Linked DNA regions of Ovis aries: region 1 is linked to region 2. The links are chromatin contacts, called in public Hi-C maps. All regions are on one chromosome and are shown on one strand. The core of a region is the stretch at or near the end of the contact, and the rest is flanking DNA. Distances in the headings are between cores, read along the strand shown. Region 1 overlaps TNKS (tankyrase). Region 2 has its middle 100 kb from the start of TNKS.

Region 1 (3,329 bases), core at 569-3,068, 170 kb before region 2:
ACCGACTCGATGGACATAGGTTTGGGTGGACTCCGGGAGGTGGTGATGGACAAGGAGGCCTGGTGTGCTGTGGTTCACGGGGTCGCAAAGAGTCAGACGTGACTGAGCGACTGAACTGAACTGACATCAATAATAATGAAATCTGTGTCAACATTCCATGTCTTCTGTGTGTGCTATTATGAATTTCTTAGCAGAAATTAGATTTCTGTAATCTTACTATCTTTTCAGTAGATGGTTATTCAGAGCTTCCTTGTTTAGAAAGCTGCTTAGATTAACCTGTGATATAATATCACTTCATGCATATGACCCTTCCATGATGCTCAAAACATTAATTGGTTTTTCCATGATTAGGTTTTAGTTTTGTATTATCCACAACTTTACTGTAGAATTTGCCTTTGAGAAACATTTACTACCATTTCTAAATGTAGATGAACAAAGACAGAGATTGCAGGTATTAAACACAAAAGCTTCTTGAATGAAGAGTTCAAATTTGTGTACTAATTTTAAATAATAAATTCTTTTTGAAATAATTTTAATATAAATATAACACTTCCTATCAAATATTAAGAAACATTTCTGAAGAAAAAGTGGTTTTGATATTTTGGTACTTTTATTCTTTTAGGGGCTTATTCTGCTCCTGTAAATTAATCAACTACCCTCACATAAAAATTACCACTTAGCCTTATTAAAAAGCTGCAGCCATAAAAATTAATTCTCTTGGAAAACTCAAGGACTAAAACACTCTAGATAGCCAAGTTTTCAACATAACTGCTAATTTAGCATTTTAATTCCTCTGCTCTTGAGGGAATTTCTTTCTGAAATACATTAAACACTTCTATGCATTCAAAAATGGATTATTCCAAACATAATTTAACCTTTCTTGACAAATCAGGGTTGATTATGTTCAACCTCCACCAGACTGCGCAATAATGTAACAAAGCGCTCTGGGTATATTGACATGTGCCCATCCAAAATGGCTCCAGAATGCTATGCATTTTATTATTTCTTCATGTATAATTCATTTTCCTCTTTTTCTTTGTGCTAATGAATCTCTTTATGTATTTCCTTTTAGAGTGTCTAAAATAGCTGTCTAGTAGGAATAGAATTCAAAGCACATATGTAATTTCAAGTTTTCCAGTGGCCACACTGAAAAACAGGTAACCAGAGGATACTAATTTTAATATTTTATTTCATCCAGTATATCTAGAATATTATCACTTCAACATGCGGCACTAGACCCATTTACGTGTCCAGTAGCCACAGTTCGGCGCAGTGTGCGTCTAAAACTACCCTGAGCTGGAAGGTCACGCAACTGAGTGAACACTCGCTGAGGAGGAGCACCTTCTCCGAGTGATCTAAGAAGCTCTCCTGGGCATAAGCAGCTTCTGGCTCAGAGCACGACTTCTGGACATTTCTTTGGTAGGAGGGGAGTGCTGGGTGGGAGAGAGAATAGGGAAAGGGAAATGGAAGAAGGAGAAAAAAGAGAAAAGTAGTAAAAGAGAAAAGTAGTAAAAACAGAGGAAGGAACGAAGCTGGGAGAAGAAGAGAATCCAATAATAAAGTTGAGAAGGCTAGAAACTCAAGAGGTGAGTAATACATAAGAAGTACTGAACATTAATGAGCAGCATAATGCAAAAACGAGGCTTATCTTAGTAGGTAATCTAAGGCTTTTAAAGATGTATGTGATAATTGATAATTAGGCACTGAAGAGTCCTTGTAATATGCTACAGCATTTAGAGAAAGGGACCAGTATGGTTAATGATGACTCACAGGGACAGCACAAGCTTTTTAGAAGGTTACCTCATTCAAATGTACATGCCAAGAAGTGACTGAGAGTGTGTCTAGAAAGTGTATCATACTCCACTAACCACTTTTACTGAATCTTGTAGAGATGAATAACTTTACCAAGTAATATAGACAACTTCCAGTGACTGTGAAAGTCCTGGGCAAAAGACCAAAGGACTTGGTAAATTCATTATTTCTTCCTGCTGACTAACTTAAGAGAAATGGAAATTTGAAAAAAAAAAAACAACAAAAACCAAAAAAAGCTGGTTATCTAGATAACATGGAGGAACAATATCTGGTCTTGAAGAACCTGAACTTAGGATACAGAATAATGGCAACTGATGGCGAACATTACAAAAAGAATATAAAGAACGAGGAGGATAAATGTAGTGTCCTGATGTTAGAGTAAAAAAACAAACACACGCAACTGTTCAAATATGTAAGTCAAGAAAGACTAAAAACTGGCGTAAGAGTAGCCTGGATTCACTACTCTGGAGCTGATTTGACAGGAAACTCAATGAATCAACTTGACGAATTTACAGAAAAGCACATGGAAACTCATGTTGTATCAGCAGAATTAAAAAAGAAAAAGGAAGGAAGGCAGCTATTGGGCTTACACGACCAAAAGACAAGGTGGTAGAGGTGATGGTTGCAGCTATACAAAGGGTCCTATCTACTCTTGTCATTTCAGAGGAGGTGCTCAAAAAGAAAAGTGCTTAGCCATATACAATTTGGCTCCAAACAAGAAGTTATTGTATTTGGCTTAAAATATAGGAGAATATTCCTAACTATTTAAGGTATTCAACAATGGACTAATTATGGCAGTAAGTTCATAGGGAAATAGTGAATTAATGGCATAGGGAATTAAGGGCATGCTGGAATAAAAAAACAAAAAGACTGAACCAACTTATTACTGCTGCCTTTAAATTTTTTTCTTCCTCTAACTTTATGACTTTCATCACAAAGACAGGGTGGTTTGTGCATATATCCAGGGGGTACATGACCTGGGTCTGGCTTGGGAATCACCAGTAAGTCATATCAAAGGAACATTAACTTTTGTGCCAGATATTTTGAATAAACCCTGGGTCGACTACTGACTAGCCATGGGAGTTTGACCAAATCATTTAACCTTCCTCTCAGCTTCATGTTTCTCATTGTAAAATGACAAAGATAAAGCTTATCTTGTGGGTTCCTCTGAGGGTCAGGGATAATATAAATTACAACACCCAACGACACTTCCCAATCTTCGACACATGATAATGGTGATGACGATGATGGTGACAAAGCTTTTCAAATTTTAAAGCAATTGCTTTACTGACAATTGTTTATTATTTCTCCCTGTAAATCATCAGGGAGATAGGACCTCTTTTTAATTAACATCAGTGAAAGAATTCTTATTCAAAACAACTGACATTTAAGAGATCTGAGAGAATAGATTTCTCCATACTCCACTAACTTTCTCTATAATACAATAGCTTTTGTATAGTGGAAAAAGTGGAGGCATTTTATCTTTCTGTCCTAAACATTTTCTGGGTCCACAGAAA
Region 2 (3,549 bases), core at 666-3,165:
TTGCTAATGATGGGTGATCAATGCCTTTATTTCAGAAAAGGGGCTGCCTCTTCCCTGCGAACCACTGGCTGCTCGAATTGAACCAGAGATGCTGCAGGAGCTGAGCTGATGAGAAGGATGGTCTCCTGCTCAGCCTTGTCCTCATGCATACATAATACTTGAAATGCTCAGGATGTTAGCTGACACTTGTACGAAAGGGAAGGAATAGCCTAACGGCTATTTAGGCTATAGCAGCTCTGGTTGGTTTGCTGGGACAGTCCATTCAGGGCGATCATTGCTCTGGACGCAGCCCTTCGGTCTAGTGTGACTGTCTTCCCCAGTCACCCCTTCTCTAGGCAACTCTCTTACTAACAGAGTAACCCACATGAGCCTCCAGTTGATGTAAATATATTAATAAATAATAGGTCCTGAGAGCTTGTCATTTGCCAGACTTTGCTCTGAGGCCATTACATATTAATTCATTGACGCTCTGTGTCAGTGTGGAGTTTGACGGAGTTTCATTGATGGTCCTGTGGAGTTTGGTACTATTGGTATCTTCATATTACAGAGGAAGAAATGGGACAGAAAATTTAAATAACCCAGGCCCAAGGCCACTAGTTAATAAGTGACGGAATCAGAATTCCAAACCCATCAGTCTGTCTCCCGAGTCTGTCCTTTTACCTGCAGTGTCCAACAGAGCTAAGTGGTTTCTCTAAAAAAGTACTCAGCTTTCCCCACAGAACTGTTTACATTTTAGCAGATTAGCCTGGCTCTTACTGAATTTCTAGGAATCTGCTTAAAGACTTCCCTGGTGGCTCAGATGGTAAAGAATCTGCCTGCAATGCAGGAGACCTGGGTTCGATCCATGGGTTGGGAAGATCTCCCGGAGGAGGAAATGGCAACCCACTCCAGTACTCTTGCTGGAGAATCCCTTGGACAGAGGAGCCTGGTGGGCTTCAGTCCATGGGGTCGCAAAGAGTCGGACATGATTAAGTGACTAATCATAGTACACCTTAAATATTGGGATATTCTAACAACAAATATTTGATCCTCAAGTTGTACATCCTTGCATAAGCCCTTTATCTCTCTGGAACTCAGTTTGTTTAAAATGATACAGCTGGATTGCTGAGTCTCTGACTTCCCGTCCAATATTGACTTTTTGAGTGGACCATAACCTCTGCTACTATTTTGTATTTGTAAAGATTCTAACCATTTACATAAATTATTTTATTTTTCCATTAAAGTCATGAAGTCAAGAAGTAATACTTTTATATTTCCAGAACTAGCTATCACAGTGTGGGACTTCATATGTACTGCTTATACATTGATGAACTGATTTTCATAATCATCCTGTAGAATGGGCAGAAAATATTATCTTCATTATACAGATGAAGAAACTGATGCTTAGAGAGCTTTAATAAATAACAGAAAATCACAGAGTTCATTTCTGTACCCCGCTTTGTTTCCATCCATCCCTCTTTGGTGTTGTAAATGTGCCTGTGTTTCTACAACAGCAGATTCTCAAGTAATAAACAACAGTGCAGAGTGCATTTCCTAGGCAGCTGTCTGCCAGAGAAACAAGAAGATCAGTCCTGGCAAAATGTAATTTTTCTAGCTCATTTACGAGAACTAACTGAATACTGAATATTACGGGTACATATCATTTTTGAGAGGCTTCCCAGGTGGCTCAGTGGTAAAGAATCTGCCTGCCAATTCAGGAGACACAGGTTCGATCCTGGGGTTGGGAAGATCCCCTGAAGAAAGGAATGACAACCCACTCCAGTACTCTTGCCTGGGAAATCCCATGGACAGAGGAGCCTGGCGGGCTACAGTCCGTGGGGGTTGGAAAAAGTTGGACATGATTGAGCAACTGTGACTCACACATGACATGTTTGAGGAGTTGGTAGCCAAAGATGAACATTCATTGCTCCTTTTTGACTGCATTTGAAATCCTCAGTGTTGAACAGTGACTCATGCAAGGTCACCAGGAATTGGATGCAATGAAAAGATAGCACCAATGATTCAGACTTCAACATTTTAATATATCCACCTTTTGTTATGGGCTAAAATAGTCCAGATTTCTGCAAACTCCAAATCTAATGGGGATGAAAAGAGCTCATCAAGAATTGGATTCATACTTTGATTAATTAGGGTTTTATATGTGATCATTAATGACTTTCACCACCAAAGATTTTCCAAAGAGATACTCTTTGAGCAAGGAGGAAAGAGAGTGCTAATGATCTTAAGATCATTCTGAAGTTTTATTCCCAGAGGCTCTGTTCTCTGGGAGTTGCTCAGCTCCTCCAAGCTTCAGATTCTCCAGACTTCAAAAGGAATGTTGGCCTCAGATGGGATGATCTGATGGGAAAATAAAGCCCCATGAATACATCAACCCTAATTATCAGCATGAAGAAACTCTTCCTTGGAGATCCTTAGGTATGGGAAACATGTGACAGGAGGAAAGGGCTGAATGAGAAGAGAAAGTTAGAGAGTGACTGTAGCTGGAAAGCATAATGGGCAGCTTGAACTCTTGTGGCCCACGGAAAATAAAAGTCTAGAAACACATCTGGCCATTAGGGGCATATACGCTTGCTTTTTTTCTCAGCCAAATGACTAGGCACCTCTGCAACTGCTGCTTTTTTCAGAAATGCCTTTGCGGGGTGAAAAATAAATATCTAGACATAGCTGTAATGGGATATTACTTATCCCATTCACCAACAGAATTTTGTGCACTCATCTGATTTTGAGCAACCTGAGGGCAGGGGGCCGATATGTTACCTGTTACCATTATTGTTGCTATAGTGATAGAACAGTAAAGGACTTGGAAATATAGGTAATATTTTCCTATTTGCTCCAATACTTTGGCCACCCGACATGAAGAGCCAACTCATTGGAAAACACTGATGCTGGAAGGATTTTAGAGGTGAGATGAAGGTTGGCTCTACAAATGTTATGAAAATTCAAAGTTTGGTGTGTGACGTGTAGATCAAGCTGGGTTAGTGACCCTTTGGGTAGGCATGGGTTGTATGGCATGAAGAAAGGGTCCTGCCACGTGCTCGGTCATGTCCGACTCTTTGCGACCCCATGGACTGTAGCCCTGGAGAAGGAAATGGCAACCCACTCCAGTGTTCTTGCCTGGAGAATCCCAGGGACGGGGGAGCCTGGTGGGCTGCCGTCTATGGGGTCGTACAGAGTCGGACACGACTGAAGCGACTTAGCAGCAGCAGCAGGACTATAGCCCGCCAGGCTCCTCTGTCCTTCACTACTTCCTGTTCCATATATTAGGCACAATTATATGATCAAAATGAAATAACCAGCACACTGGGCTATCTGTCTAGTATTTTGAAAGCATGTTATTGCTTATTCTAATTGAAATGCTAAAGTTAAAGATGCATGCAACCTATTTTCTTTTTGAAGGCAAATTTGTCTTACTGTTTTATGCAAGTGGATAAAATATGCTCATAAAACAATCCGTTCTGAGAAAGGCAAATGTTTCAGGGAAATTTCTGTGGGATAAGTTCTTTGTGGTTTTATTACCTAACCCTCTGTAAAAATGACTGAAAAGACAAA

The links. A called contact is a pair of places that touch in the nucleus more often than the background predicts.
Region 1: a contact with region 2 is called in a Hi-C map of skin fibroblasts, with 4 times the contacts expected there. The contact joins two enhancer-like sites. A contact is called at or near these places in 2 of 16 Hi-C or Micro-C datasets (hypothalamus and skin fibroblasts).

Annotation. Positions count from the first base shown.
Region 1 is chr26:24,717,765-24,721,093 of ARS-UI_Ramb_v3.0, reverse strand. The region is part of intron 3 of TNKS (tankyrase); the gene reads right to left. Among named protein-coding and RNA genes, the nearest start is that of TNKS, 65 kb to the right of the region's middle. Within about 2 kb of position 1,818, at least 2 of the 54 cell types and tissues checked have an H3K27ac peak or open chromatin away from gene starts, as enhancers often do.
Region 2 is chr26:24,550,752-24,554,300 of ARS-UI_Ramb_v3.0, reverse strand. No RefSeq gene overlaps it. Among named protein-coding and RNA genes, the nearest start is that of TNKS, 100 kb to the left of the region's middle. Within about 2 kb of position 1,915, at least 4 of the 54 cell types and tissues checked have an H3K27ac peak or open chromatin away from gene starts, as enhancers often do.